2 separate regions of the Pelodiscus sinensis genome follow, and region 1 is linked to region 2. A link is a contact called in public Hi-C data. All regions are on one chromosome and are shown on one strand. The core of a region is the stretch at or near the end of the contact, and the rest is flanking DNA. Distances in the headings are between cores, read along the strand shown.

Region 1 (7,724 bases), core at 3,494-5,993, 330 kb after region 2:
GCATCTACAGTACTTGTAACCAGATTTTATGTAAATCTGAACAGTTTCACTAATTTTAAGAGGGCACATTACAATTTTCAAGATACCAGACAGAATCCTAAGTATTCAACCCAACAGCAACCTTTCAGTATTTTTATTCATGATTTCCCCCCCCCCCCCACAGACACACACAGAGCTGCAAATAAAGTAGATCTACTACAAATGGTAGCTTCATTTAAAAGACCAGAGAATTCTTCTTCTATGCTACACATTTAAATATCCCCACCCAAGTGCCCAACTTTAAGGTATTAAATCAACTAGGTCCCAACCAAATGCTAGAAAGGCAGTCAAGGTTAGTATTTTCATTTGCAACAACGATCATTGCAACCTACAACCTACAAGGCAATCCATAGTTTTGTTATATTCCAGCACCAGTCTGAGGGGAGGAAGGAGTTGAGAGAGACACACACACACACACCAGAGAGACTCATGTTGAAGAGCACACCCTGCTCTCCACAAGAGTTGCTGACAGAACACAGGTTTTAAAAATCTTTCAGAAGCCTGAGATTTGTGTTCATCATTTAGGTCAAACAGACATGGAAGTCCCTAGTATGCAGCTTATGTTCAACAAACATCTAGTTGAAGCTGGGCTGAAAATTTGGCCCAGAATATCACAGCTACAAAAACCTTAAATCTGGATAAAACTGTCAACATGATTCAAGTTACTAATATCCCCCTCTTGAGGTAGTCATGATTTCAGTTTTCCGTGAACAGATTAGCTTATACTTAAAAGGCAGACGCTGCAGCATAATACTGCAAGTTGGAGGATTCAGTTTTACAAATTCTAGTAATCAGAGCTACCTTCCATTTACCTCATGGATGTCTAGGTGAGAGTCAAGAATCCCACAGCACGTAGGTAACACTATCTTGTCAAGATTTCTTTTTCAAGATGGAGTGTGGAGATTTCATTATAAGTCACTAGATAGTTACAAGCTTTATATTTTAATAAATTTAAATTTCTTTTGGGATACTATACAGTACTTCTTCATAAGAGAGGAACAATTAATAATCCATATACTGGTTATTAAAATATCCACCTTGCGTGAGGAACTTGTAGACATGCTCCAGAAAGGGTTCATAACGTGTATCCCAAGTAAAGAGCTGCAAATGTTTTCTTCAGACCCCTTCCAGCACTTAGATGTCACTTTTTATCCTAAACACATATAGAATGAGAAGTTAGAGGTTAGTTGGAATATAAATAAAATATTCCAACACATTAGCCTATTAGTAGGACAATATTACACATTCATTCTGAACTTCAGAAACAAAAGTTTTCATGATAGTAATTATCAACTTCAACTAGATCAAAAGCTCTCCACGGTATTTCAAAACATTTGTAAAAAAAAAAAAATCAACAGAAATCGTATTTGAACATCCATTCTCTTTGCATTCCTGTCTGCACTTCTCTCTCTGGAAGGATGCCATTGAACAGGTCTGCAACTTCTCAATGGGGAATAAAGAAGTAAGCCTACAAACAGTGAAGTCCAACTATGGATGGCATTCTAATAGCCTATTTTGTAGTTTGAGCAATTTTTTTTCATCTTTGGATTTGATCAGCTGACTCTGCAAGACAGCATGCCTTTTAAGAGTATTAACTTGAAAATTCTTTAACATTCCCAATGAAGGAACTGAACTTGATGACTTTTCATCATGTGTCATTTTATTTTCATCTGCACTGAAATGCATCCAAGAATAGGAAAAAGTCAGAGTGCAGTCTCTGTAGCTTTTTTTAAAAATTATTTTTCATTACAAAAGCATGAGATGGACTTAGTATGGTCAGCTATCCTAATAGAAAGTAGGGATGTTAGACAATTTATTTTAGTAATTGTGTAGCTACAACAACTTTAAGGGTTATATGGTTACTAAAATGTTCCTCCCGGGGACAGGGCTGGCAGCCAATATACTCCTGGCCCCACTTCCAGAGAACCCGCTGTCAACCTATGCTGCTGCCTCTCTATTAGCACCAGCTACATGGAGCTGCCTTGATCCCCACATGCTACTGCCACTGTATCAAAGGCAGCAGTGCAGGGTGGCAGGTGGAGCTGGTCTGGAACCTGTCACCCTGGGAGGAGAGCATGCGGGGAGCAAGATGGCTACTCATTGCTGGTGCTCACAGGGCCAGGAGGGGAGAACCAGCTTTAAAGGGTTCTTAAAAGCCAGCTCCCGCACGAGCACTGGCTCCCATCATACCCCGCTCCCACTGCCTCTGTGGGAGGCAGGTAGCTTCACAGGAGCCAATATATTCAGGAAGCCAGCTTAAAAGACAGCTTCCCACACGTACCAGCTCCCGCTGGTCCCCTCCCCTTATGCCCCGCGCTGCTGCTTCCCTATCAGTATAAAAGATATTGCCTCACCAAACTTTTCTCTCTTCTATCTCGGGACCAACACTAATGCAACTACACTACATATAAATATTGTAATTACTATAACTAGCAATGGGGAGGGGGTGCAACAGAAGAAATTGGGGAGAGAAATTCAGAAGCAGCACTGTCTCCCACCTGTCTCCCACTCTGCTGCTCTGTGGGAGGCAGCAGTAAGGGGACAGGTGGTTCCGCAGGACAGGCATGTGCAGGGAGCGGACTTAAAAGCTGGCTCCCACATCCCTCCCCTTGCTGCCTCTGATACAAAGGCAGCAAGGGATATGGTGTGGTGTGTGTGGTTGTTTGGATTAACTGATAAACCCAGGCTTGTCGCATAACCGTTTAAATGACTAGACACTAACATCCCTAATATTGTAGAAAGTACTTTAGTAGAGTTGGGACTCTCACCGAGACACCTACCATTTAGGTCCCTGCCTCTACTACTCGCCTGCCCCTGCTCCCTTTCAACATTATTTTATCTCCTTGAGATTTTAGCCACTGTGCACATCTGAAGCAGCTCCTCTTTGGTACAGCTCATTTGTCTACCTCTTACCAACTCTGAATTTCTCTCCACAATTTCTTCTGTTCTCTTTGTCCCCAATTGCTAGTTGTAGTAACTAAAATATTTGTGCAGTGCGGTTGCAACACCGTTGGTCCCAGGTTATGATACATAAAAGTTTGGGGAGGCAATATCTTTTATTGGATCAACTTCTGTTGGTGAGATACACAAGCTCTGGGTAGCTCGAAAGCTTGTCTCTCTCACCAACAGACTAGTCCAATAAAAGATATTACCTCACCCACTGGGTGTCGGTAAAGCATTTTGGAACAATTTGTTTATATAAACTCCATATGAAGCTGTAGGGTAATGAGCCATGAGTCAATTTGCCATTTAGGCTTGGTACATTTCTTGTATAGCTCTTATAATAATCACCAAGGGCTAGTTTCAGTCAAGACGAATAGTCTATTTTTATTACATAGTTTGAGTCCATTCAGCCAGTCAGAAAAGCTCGGAAAGAATGCTCCTTTAAGCTTAAAGCAGCACTTACAAATATATAAAATTTCAGAAAAAAAATTCTGCAAAAAAATTTGTCTGCTTTTTAAATAGAAGAAATTGGTGAAATTCAACTAGATACAAATATTAGCAGTTTTAGCTCAATATGACTTCATCCATAGTATAGATTTCACTAATTTAACTAGTTAACCAATTCAATTAGTACATGAACCGTGCTCAGACAAATACTCAGATTGTGAGCCCCTCTCAAACTGCATCCCCTAATTTTCAAGCCATCCACCCAAGCCAGAGTACGACTTTGCAATCACATCCTTGTGAGCAGGTTTTCCTGCACGACCTCTCCAGCCAACAGATCTCAAAGATACACTAGGAGTCAAAGCGCAAGGAGTAAGCATCAGCCCCGTTTTCCCTGCCCTCGCCCTCAGACACACGCTTCCGAGCCCCATCAATACGGGGGGTCTCTAGCCCCATCGCCAGAGGGCAGGAGTGACCCCAAGAAACGCGAAACGAACGGGGCTGTGGAGACATCTCCGGCCAGCGACCCCCGCCTGCAAACCCGGCTCCCGCGAGGCAGTTTGCTGGTCACCCCTTTCCCGGGATCAGCCCCCGGCCGGCCAGGCGCGGGGCAGGCAGCAGGGGCGGCTCTAGCTCCGACAACGAGCGCGCGGGAGCTCGGGGGGAAACGCTGGATCGCCAAGTGACCCGGCCCCGCCAGCGACGCCCTCGCAGCCCCCCCCCCCCGCACCTGAGGGGAGCAGGCCAGACCCGCCGCCGCGCCCCACTGGGGGGGGGGGGGGGCAGGAGTGAGGCAATCGCCGGCGGGAAGGATCGAGCCAGCACGTTACAACCGCTCCCCCCCGCCCTGCGCAGAACACCTACAACCCTCCCCCTTGCAGGCTGCCCGCGAAGCAGGGGCCAGGTGTTCCCGCAAAGCGTTCGCCTTCCCGCGCGGACTGTCTCCGCCCGGCCACCGTTGCTACCTGCAAGAGGGAACCCGCGTTCTCGCTTTCCCAGGGGAGCCTGACGGGGCCGCCGCGCTCGCCAGCCCCGAGACCCCGCTCACCCGCACTAGCTCCCCGGACACGTCCCTGCAAGTGCGGCCGATTTCTTGCTGGCCGCCGCCCGTCACAGCCCCGTGCAGAGCCCGCCCCCCCGCTGCAATATCCGGCCGGCCTCTGACACGCACTAGCGGCCGAGTCAGCCAATCACAAGCCGAGCTTGCAGGTCTGTGTTGTGACTGCGGCTCGGTGGCCGCCCCGCCAGCCAATCAAAATCTTGCTGCGCCTATGACGCAGTAACGCCGGCCGCACCTGTTACCAAGGTGCGCTGCCTCTCCATGAGAACGATGACGATTGGTTAGAGGACTGGGGAGCGGCTTTCATGGGGATATGGACGACTAGGAATTGACATTGTTGCGCTTATGAGTGACAGCGATTGGCCGATAAAGGTGTCACCTTCTAGGGGGCGGGGCAAATCGATAGATGAATTTCGATTGGCTGATAGGCCCGATATCCGGGGAGAGGTATGACAACGATTGGCTAGCAGAACCGTCGCTTGCTGAGGGGCGGGACTAGTGAGGCCTCGCATGCCTGTGACTGGCGGAAACCTAGCAACAGCCAAGCCCTGGACAGAGGCGCTAAGAATGTTCCACCTGCCCCACCCTTGGCAAGCAGCCTGGTCCAGCGCCGCCCCGTGGCCTAGGCTGGGAGGTTTTAGCTTCCAGTCACCCAGAGCCGCCTCACCCACAGGCAGAATGTGCCGCCGCCACTGGGTCTTAGTGTCCCCCCAGCTCCACTGCCCTGCTCTGCGGCTCGGGTCCGGGCCCCTTAACAGTGACACAAGGGCCCGCCCTGTTGGCAGCACTGAACCTGTGAAAGAGCCATTCGAGGGGTGGTGAATTGAATGGGCATTTGTCAGCCCCGGGTAGAGACTGTCGGTTTCTGGATGGCTCAGTGCATTCCACTTCCTAAGCACATAAAACCAAACAAAGGGCACTTAAGAACAATTAGTGCCTTCTCCAACAGCGTCCTGTAGCATGGACACTCTAAGGCTGTGTCCAGACTCAGGGGTTTTTTCCGAAAAAGTAGCCTTTTTCCGAAAAAACTTCACCTGCGTCTAGACTGCAGCCACGTTCTTTCGAAATTAAATCGAAAGAACGCGGCTTTTCTTTCGACGGTGGTAAACCTCATTTCACGAGGAAGAACGCCTTTTTTCAAAAGTGCTCTTTCGAAAAAAGGCGTTCTTGAATGCAAACAGGGGGTTTTCAAAAGAGAGCATCCAGACTGCTCTTGCTTGCTTTTTCGAAAGTTCCGCTTGCAGTCTAGACGCTCTTTTTCAAAAGAGGCTTTTTCAAAAGTATCTTTCGAAAAAGCCTCTTTCGAAAGGGGCTTGCAGTCTAGACATAGCCTAAGGGGGTGTCTACTCTGCACGCTAACTTCGAAATAAGCTGCTCCGGACTTTATTTTCCAGAATTGCTTATTTCAAAATAGCGCGTCTCAACACAAAATGAGCATCAAAATGGTGCTTAGCTATTTCGAAATAGAGCGTCCACACTGATTAGATGCAAACTCACATATAAGGCCACCAGGAACCAGTTCAGGCAGGGCATCAGGTCAGCAGTTACTTTCTGGAGCTGCTGCCTGAGGCTGTCTGAGACACAAGCTTAAAGGGACCCCCTCTTCCCCCAGTACAGCCATTTCTCAGGTTCTTCTGTTTGCCTACTTCTCTCAGGCTTTATCTTCACTGCAAGATCTTCTGGCAGAAAAATATGCCGGATCTCATTAGCATATTTACTGCCGTTTCTTTTTGCGCAATGGTTTGTGCACAAAAAGAAGCAGTGTGGACTTTTTTTTTTGGCTCAAAACCCCCGTTTTACGCAAGATCCTTATGCCTGTCCTGTAGGGGCATAAGGATCTTGCGCAAAATTGGGGTTTTGAGCCAAAAAAAAAAGTCCACACTGCTTCTTTATGTGCACATAGCACTGCGCAAAAAGAAACGGCAGTAAATATGCTAATGAGAGCACAACTTATGCTAATGAGCCCCTCGTTAGCATATTTTCTGCCAGAAGATCTCACAGTGAAGACGAAGCCTGAGAGAATGCAAAGCATTTTCACTCTGTGCTTTGATTGCTTTGTTTTTAGACGCCACAGCACTGCCAGCTAAAGAGCTGGAATTGCCTCTGGACACTCGACGGTCCCTATATGTCCAGCTGCAGTTTCTGCAGTAGTTTCTGTAGGCTACCCTCCAGGCCCTGCAGGAACAGAACCCCAGCTGTTTGAGGAGACCTTCAATCTGTGCCTGGAAGTACAACTTTTTCAGCTTAACCCCACTGTCCACCGCCACTTCTGGTGGCTGACACCAGTTCCAACTGGTGGGATCAGCTCATGATAGAGTGGTGGGACGAACAGCAATGGCTCCAGAATTTATGCATGAGGAAGGAAACCTTTCTGGAGCTGTGTGCCTGGCTTACCCCTACCCTCACACGATGGGACACCCAGATGCAACCTGCCACCCCCTTGGAGAAGTGGGTCACCATCACTGTTTGGAAGATTGCCATGCAGGACAGCTACTGATCCATTGGAAACCAGTTCAGTGTGGGGAAGTTGACTGTTGGGGCCCTTGTCATGCAGGTATGGCACTCTCATGGTGCAGTCCCAGGAGGAGAGTGTGTGAAGTGATGGAAAGGGGAATTCTAGGGAAAGGGAGGGTTGGAGGTAGGGTGGGGGGAATCCCCCTTCCCTGGGGGATTCTCCAGCCCTGCCCTCACACAGCACTCCTGGGGGTGAAGGGCTATACAAGGGGTGGGTCCTGGTGTGGTTGGGGGGAATGAGGGGGTCATTTCCAAAGGGCTCTGGCACCCCAGTGATTCTCTGTTTTGTCTGTCTCCTTTTGCAGGTGGTGAGAGCCGTCAACACCATCCTGCTGCGCAGGGTCATCCACCTTGGCAACATGAACCTCATCATTTCTGGCTTTGCTGTCATGGGCTTCCCCAACTATAGGGGTGGGGGAGGGCTATTGATGGCATCCACATCCCTATCCGGCCCCCAACCACTGGGCATCTCTCTACATGAACCGCAAGGGATACTTTTCAGTGGTCCTGCAGGCCCTGGTCAACCACCACAGGCAGTTTACAGATCTACATCAGGTGGTCAGGGAAGGCTCACAACGGCTGTGTGTTCCGTAGTTCCAGCCAATCCAGAAACTGGAGGCCAACACTTTCTTCCCTGAGTGCCCCATCAGGGTCGGGGACATGGACATGCCACTGTGCATCATGGGGGACATGGCCTACCCTCTCCTGCCATGGCTTATGAAGC
Region 2 (7,100 bases), core at 1,447-3,946:
GCACTCCCTGATTGCACTTCCTTTGCTAGCACCTGTTTAAAGCTAACAAGTGCAGCAGCTTGCTAACATGAGTTAGAATGGGAGGCACAACTGTATCAGAGGATAGCCACCAGAATGCAATTCCAGCAGAAGTTTCCTATTAATTTATATTTGCACATCTATCATCAGCAGTCTTTACCTCCTTCTGCACTTCCAGCCCATTTTGCTGTCAGCTATCTCCCTCATACCCCTCTTCCTCAACTATTATTTCATGTTCTTCTCAGACACTATGACTTTTAACCAGAGGATATGTCACATAGCCACTAATGTGTCTAGGGACTGATCCAAAGCCCAACAACCACTGAGTACCTTTCCCTTGGCTTCAGAGGGCTTTAGTTCAAGACAATGCTCCTCTTTAAAGATCATTAAGTGGCTCCTGGAAATCATAGTACATTGGTTCTACCATAAAATTGTTGGCAAACTGAAAAAGAAAGGGATTCACTATAACACCCTGAACCACTATCTAATGACTGAAACCATTGGCTAAATGCCCAGAATTGTAGTACCCACCGCCCATCAAGAAAATAACAGAAAGCATTTGTCTTAGATTTTATGAACTCTCTATTCAGAGCATCAAGATTCAAAATGGGGTATTTACAATCCAACTAGGCAATGAGTTAGCAAAATACAATGGCTATAACAAAGTGATTATTTCCATGTCTCATTCTTCAATTGCACTAGAGATTCACGTTATGCCATTCTGGGACAGTATTTTAGTTTAAGGCTCTACCATTCTGCCTGGCTACAGCTCTGACACCATTTACCAAAATTATAATGGTGCTGACAGCCACATTACAGAAGTAGGACAACTGGCTGACTAATACCAACTTGAAATCATTATAAAAGGATAATACATGCCTTCTCTCCCTATGTAAGAATTTGCTCACTTATTTATTTTGCTTAGAGGAATGGGTGAGCAGAGTGCTGGTTCATTTATTTTGGGAAAGAAATCACTGGAAAAACTCAGCTATGTTATTTCCCAAAAATATTTTAGAGAAACAGCAGTTGAGACTGTGGAGGTGGGATGAGGAAGTAAATGAGAGAAATTCATCAGGAGTAGTGAGTTATGGAGAGTTTACAAGCTTAGAAACTTTACTATTGTGGCATTTATTAGTAGTGCTCCTTTTGGACATGGAACTAAAAGGTTGGGGCCCAGGCATTGAATGGAAAAAGTTACTGACACAGTGGTATTCAAATATTACATTCACATTTGGTCACACAAATTAAAACATAATATTCTAATATGTGTATATCTAAGTTTATTTGCACTATTAAGAAACTCCAAGCTCCATTCTTTAAAATAACATTATCCTGGCACATAAATATTAGACATGGCATTATCAGATATACATGTTGATATTAGACTAATGACAAAAATCCCAGGTTGAGAAACTCTTTACACAGGAGGATCCATGGACCACCACGAGTTGAAACTGTAGCTTTGTATCTTCATGTGGGAGACCTATAATTTAAGAGACATATTCAAATCTTATAGTTGAATGATGCACATAAAAACTTATTTGATGTCTGTATAAAATGGGGGTCATTCCCATTTTTGTGAAGCCTTAAGAATTATGGTTGAAAATCATAGTTTAAGGACAAAATTAAATATAGTTTGTATCTACCCATGCAGGTAGAAATGTATGCAGTGTCACAGTTGTTAGCAGAATGGAGGCCATTTGAAAAGCCATCCTGAAACAAGTATGAATACGAAGGCTGGTGCCCGCACTCTCTTAAGTGATCTTTCCTTACACGTATTAGTGGTTTAACAAGAGGGGGAAACACTAGCCCAGTTCTTCTTCCTGGACCGAAAACTCAGGCACGGGCAGGGAAGGAACTTAACACAAAACACTTGTAGCGGCCTGTCCTAGCGAGAGGACGTCCCCGTCCCGCTGACACGATGCACTCCGCGCGCAGCATGCCACGGCGGGCGGGCGGGCGCTGCCCTGCGGCTCCTCGCCGCCTGAGAACTGTGTGAGACGAGGCGGGGGCGGGTGCTTCAGGGCGTGCGCCGAGAGGATAAGCGCCTCTCAGGGCACAGCAGGTGCGAGAGCCATGGCAGCGGGGCCGGCTGGCCTACAGGAGGCCGCGGCCCGGTGCGTGCGCTGCAGCCGCCCGCAGCGGCAAGAGGGCGCCAGTGTCCGCCCGAGCGCTCCGCTCTCCTCTTGGCTTTCGCCAGCAGCGGGGCCTGCCCAGCATCCAGGTCTCTGCGGGAACCTCCAGAGTAAACGCGCCCGGGATTGGCTTCTGTCGGCGAAGGGGGCCATATTGGATCAGCTCGTCGCTCCTCTCACGCACCATTTTATCAGCGGCTCGGCTGCTTTCCTCGGCCTGCCGCCGCCAGCCCCACCCACCCCAGGCCGGGCCAGCTGCCCCCGCCCCCGCGGCGGGCTGTAGCGCGAGGAGAAAGTGCCTCAGTGAGGCGGACCCGCGCGCTCCTCCCGGCCCCATGCCGCCGCCGGCCCGCTCTCCTCCCCTCCGCACACCCATCGCTCACTCCTCCCCCGGCTCGCGGACCCGCTCCCCTCCCACTTACCCCTCCTTTCCCGCGGTGCGCCGTGTCAGCCAGCGGCGGCGGCCCCGGCCAGGCGGCCAATCAGCGAGCGGGTGACAAATATGCAAATGTGCCCCCCCAACCCGTCCCCTCGGGTTCGCTGGGGCTGGTCTGGGGTCGCGGCGCGGAGCTAGTGAAACTTCGCCAATAGCCCTCCTGCTTCCCTGCCCGGGCGGGGGGAGCAAACCACGCCGCGCCGCCTCCTCCTGCTCCTCCTCCCCCTCCCGGGCCTGTGCCAGCCACCCGGTAAGTGGTGCCCCCCGCCAGCGGCTGCCTGCGCACCCCGGGGCCAGAGAGGCAGGGGATTCCCCCAGGGGGAGGGGAGCGGCCGCCGCCCCCCGCGGTCTGGCCGAGGGAGCTGTCAGGCGCCGGGCATCTCCTCGCCTCACGCGTGCCGGCCAGGCGGCCGCTGCCGTGTAATGGCGAACCCGGCGGTGAGTGCGTGCGAGGGGTCGGGCTGCTCCCCGCCGCCCCCGGAGCAGGCCGCGCTTCAGGTGCCGGAGACACGGGCTGGCCCTGGCTCCCCACCGCGCCCACGCGAGGGGACGGCGCGGCCGGGCCTGCTCTCGCCCGCCGAGGCTGAGCCTGCTTCCGCCCCTCAGGCAGGCGCGGGGCGACTGGCACAGTCGGGCTCGCTGCTGCCCCTCGCACCTACTAGGCGGGCGTGGGGGGCCAGGTGTCCCCCCGCCGGCAGCGCCTGGGCTCGGGGGAGGGGGATGGGTTGGAGCCAGCTCCAGCCGCCGGTAGGTCGGCGCGGCTGGTTCCCCAGCCGGCAGGAAGGCGGCGGCGGAGGGCGAAGGATTGGAGCTTGGCTGCCCATCCGGCAAGTGGGCGAGGCTGCGGGAAGACTGGAGAGGCTGCAGCTGGCTGCCCGCTGAGAGGGCGGGTGCGGGGCGGCGCAGGCAGAGAGAGGGAGGCTGAGGTTGGAGCTGGCTGCCCCCCGGGCGGCGGGAGGAAAGGGGGCGGCCGGAACAGAGCTGTCTGCACGTTGGGCAAGGGGGCGTGTTGAAGCTGGCTACCTGTGAGGCAGAGGAGGGGTGTGCCTTGGGGCGCCGGCCGTGGACCTGGCTTCTCCACCAGACGGGAAGACCAGGGCGGCGGTGTGGGCGTGGGTGGGGGGAGCGGGAGAGATGGCAGTCTGATTTTCCTTTAGGAGACTTGTAAGGGGCTTGGAGCGCAGGTTCTAGGGGTTGTTGCCTGGCACATGTGGGACTGGGGCTTGAGTCTGGCCTCCTAATAGACAAGGTGGTAAGGAGAAGTCTAAGCTAGGTCCCGGGGTGGCAGGATGGGCATTTTGAGCATGTGTCCCTATTTGGTGTTTTAGCTGGGTTGGATATGTCTGCTGAAGGTGGAGGCTTATGACTGTTTTCTGCTGAGGGAAAGGACCTACTGCACACAGGATGGTGAGGAAGAAAAGGAGGGGAGGTGAGGAAGAGAATATTCAAGAAGTCTCCCTTTGCAAAGGTGACATCGAGGCCCTCACCTCTTTTTCACCCTCCTCATTATAGACTATCCCACATCCACAGTAAAAACTTAAATGAAAGCTGTATCCCCTCACCATGACAGGCTACAGAGGAGAGACTAAAGAGCCTTGGGCTAGCAGGCATAGTCCCTGGGTAGAAAATGGAGACCAGGGACAGAGAAAAGGGAAGGACAAATAAATATAATGCTGCAAAACCATGTTGGTGGTAGAAAGGGTTCTGACCTCCTCTGCCCCATTTGTCTGAGGTCTTGTGAATTGCTTTTAAAACTAGCTGTCAAGGGTGATCCTCCACAACAAGAAAAGTATGCTTATTTGTCACAGGAGGTTTCTGTATCCCATTTAACTTTTGTGAATTCCTGAAACACCAGTTTGTTAGTGCAAGCTGTATCTCACCTTTTTCATGTCATTTAATAGTAGTTGCAGCTGGAAACTTATGAGTAAAAAGACTGTTGGACTTTGCAGAGAAATAGTTCCTCTACTTCCTTTAATATCTTTGAGCAGTTACAGAGTTTCTATCTGGCATGGGTTGTGAATGTTGGTTTATATCTGTCAGTGAAATATTGTGTATTGTGCTGAGTTCCTTCAAGTGGCATGCAAAATCTTAAAACTTAAGTGTTTTACCTCAAATTTTGGTAATTACCTAGGTGGAAGAGCAAAACAATATCCTGCTTATTTCCTGACAGTCATATGATAATGTGATCTGTTTCTCCTTTCAGGCATCTACTAAATCTTGAACTGCTCAGACACACATGCTTGATGGGGCTCCAAAATACCATTGACTTCAATTCCTATTTTAACATGTGAAGAACATAGAAAAATAAATTACAGTTACATAATAAGCAATTTAAAGAGCTGTGCTTTTGACAACTCATGGATATTATAATAATTAACTACACAAATGAAAAATACTTCTTCATAGTGAAATTGTTACTTATAGGATATCTTCAACAAAAGGTTGTCAGCAATACCTAATTTTCTGTCAGTCTAGGAACATCACAGTACTTATGAATTGCATAAAGATGGAAAAAAATGGGAAATATTATGCTAAAACTTGCCTTCATTAATTGGAATATATAAAGATATATTCAAAGGTGCTAAAATCATTGTTAGTCTGTTTTGCTTAAGCTGTTAGTATTCAGTCACAAATATAATGTATCAGCACATGATTCTGTATACAAGCTCCTAATAGAGGTTTACATTGAAAAGTAACCCAACTTGTCTTTGGAAGACTTGTTGGCGCTTCTGTCCATCATTACTATGACTAAAGAAATCTGATTTTTAAAAGATGCTGAGTAGCTGCAGCTCCCATAGACTTCAACTGAGCAGTTGATGCTGAGGGCTTCTGAAAATCAAGCTATGAGCTCCTAGTCATTGCTGGCTTGGTATATGATATAAGCTCAGAGTGAGGAAAATGTTTTTAGTGATGGTATTGGTACAGGGCTTTGCAGAATGCCATGCAGCAACTATTAAAACCTTAAAGCAGATGTTGCTCATCTGTTTCTTTTCTGTAAGAAAGACGAGTCAGTGACTGAAAGAGATGAAAAATTAGACTGACAGTTTGATTATACTGCTTTACTTCTGTGAACTTAGGTAATAGGTGTGTTTTAATTTGTGTGCTTCCAGTCCTCCACCCCAGTGTGGGAAACATAGTATTTCTTTATTTTGTGTAATTCATTTAAGCTTTGTCTACTAACTAAAAGTAATGTAAACTGCAGCTCCTATTTAAAATATTATAAAATGATTAGGTCAGCCACACAATTCTGTAGAGATTATCAGGTATAATTCCTTAAAGTGTTGCCTTGATCCCCATTTGTCAGTCCTGCTATATGAGTCCTTGTCTACATGAACCTAATGTCTAGACACTGGAGCATTGCATTAGTTTGGTAGGAATAATTAATGGAAGTTGGAGCAGAAGGAGAGTGCAAAGTTCTAGTTCAGTCCTGTACAGAACTACATTACAGTAATATTGTGACTCTGATGCTGCTCACAAACAGATTCATGAGGTAAATTTTATTTGCTCTTTTTATATATAATTTCACTCAGTTTTTAGACAAATAAGGAAATTAAATCACAGATGAACAATTAAACCTTTATGACTTTTTTTCGTCCCATGTAAACTAGTTGAAGTTGATAATTTTTCTCTTCTGACTTCTCTAATCATTCTTGTTACTGTGATTGTTCCTTGCAGACTAAGGGACAGACTGCTCAATATACTCATCATGGACATCTCATTCTTTCAGGCTCTGATGGCATTCTGTTTTCTCCTTTCTCCCAGTCGGCCTCTTTCTCAGACTAGAAGTAGGGCTTTTTAGGAAGAATCTGAAGTTCTCTAAATGGATAATAGATAAACCGAAGCCCAGTTAGGGGATTTTGTGAATCCAGAGGTCTAAGAACTGATAGCTAGGATTCCACTGTCATTTAGATTCCCAGAGGGACGTCTCATCTGTTCAGTGAGAGGAAGAAGTGAAGATTTTTCTTCATCTTCATCATGTTGAGTTTGCATGCTATTCAAATATGATTAGAAAGTGCTGGTAATTTTTTAAATTTCTCTGGCCATATTGGCAAGAGAGCTTGTTTAGCTGTTGGTCTTCTGAATGTAGTAAATCTCCTTTTGAATATAAATACTGGGCATTTTACATAACATTCCCATAAAGAATACATTAAAAACTAGATGCTATTGCTGTCTAAAAAATGGTGAAACTTACAGGATACTGAAATGTAAAAATGGAAACTATCCTGCAATTGCATTAATCCAATGTGTGTGACATTAATGCGGGGGTGGAGAGGCTGGGGGGCGGGGGGGAATGTTTCCTCCCATGAGCAGAATGAATTTTGTGTTGTGCACCATTACCAAATTCATGTGGCTTGTTTGGATGTGCCATTGTGACACCCAAGATATTAATAAATATCTACCTTTCCCCTCTGCTGCCATGTCTCCTCCCCTTGCTCCATCAATTCCCCTGGTGCCTGCTGCCCCCCAACACCTCACCCTCCTCTGCTGTCCTGACTCCTGCCCTTCTCACT

The links. Hi-C and Micro-C count contacts between places; a contact is called where the count stands out from the background.
Region 1: a contact with region 2 is called in a Hi-C map of blood, with 4 times the contacts expected there. The contact joins the promoter of AKTIP here to the promoter of CHD9 in region 2. A contact is called at or near these places in 3 of 5 Hi-C or Micro-C datasets (blood, liver and an unstated tissue).

Annotation. Positions count from the first base shown.
Region 1 is chr12:33,878,290-33,886,013 of ASM4963464v1, forward strand. AKTIP (AKT interacting protein) reads right to left here and starts at 4,744. Exons shown (of 10, transcript XM_006121122.4): 1 at 4,722-4,744; 2 at 1,077-1,192. The coding sequence starts at 1,118.
Region 2 is chr12:33,552,546-33,559,645 of ASM4963464v1, forward strand. It overlaps CHD9 (chromodomain helicase DNA binding protein 9), which reads left to right and starts at 2,697. Exons shown (of 40, transcript XM_075940269.1): 1 at 2,697-2,839. LOC142831174 reads right to left here and starts at 5,326. Exons shown (of 3, transcript XM_075940719.1): 1 at 5,274-5,326; 2 at 2,576-3,574; 3 at 1-1,501. The coding sequence starts at 5,326. The coding sequence ends at 1,489.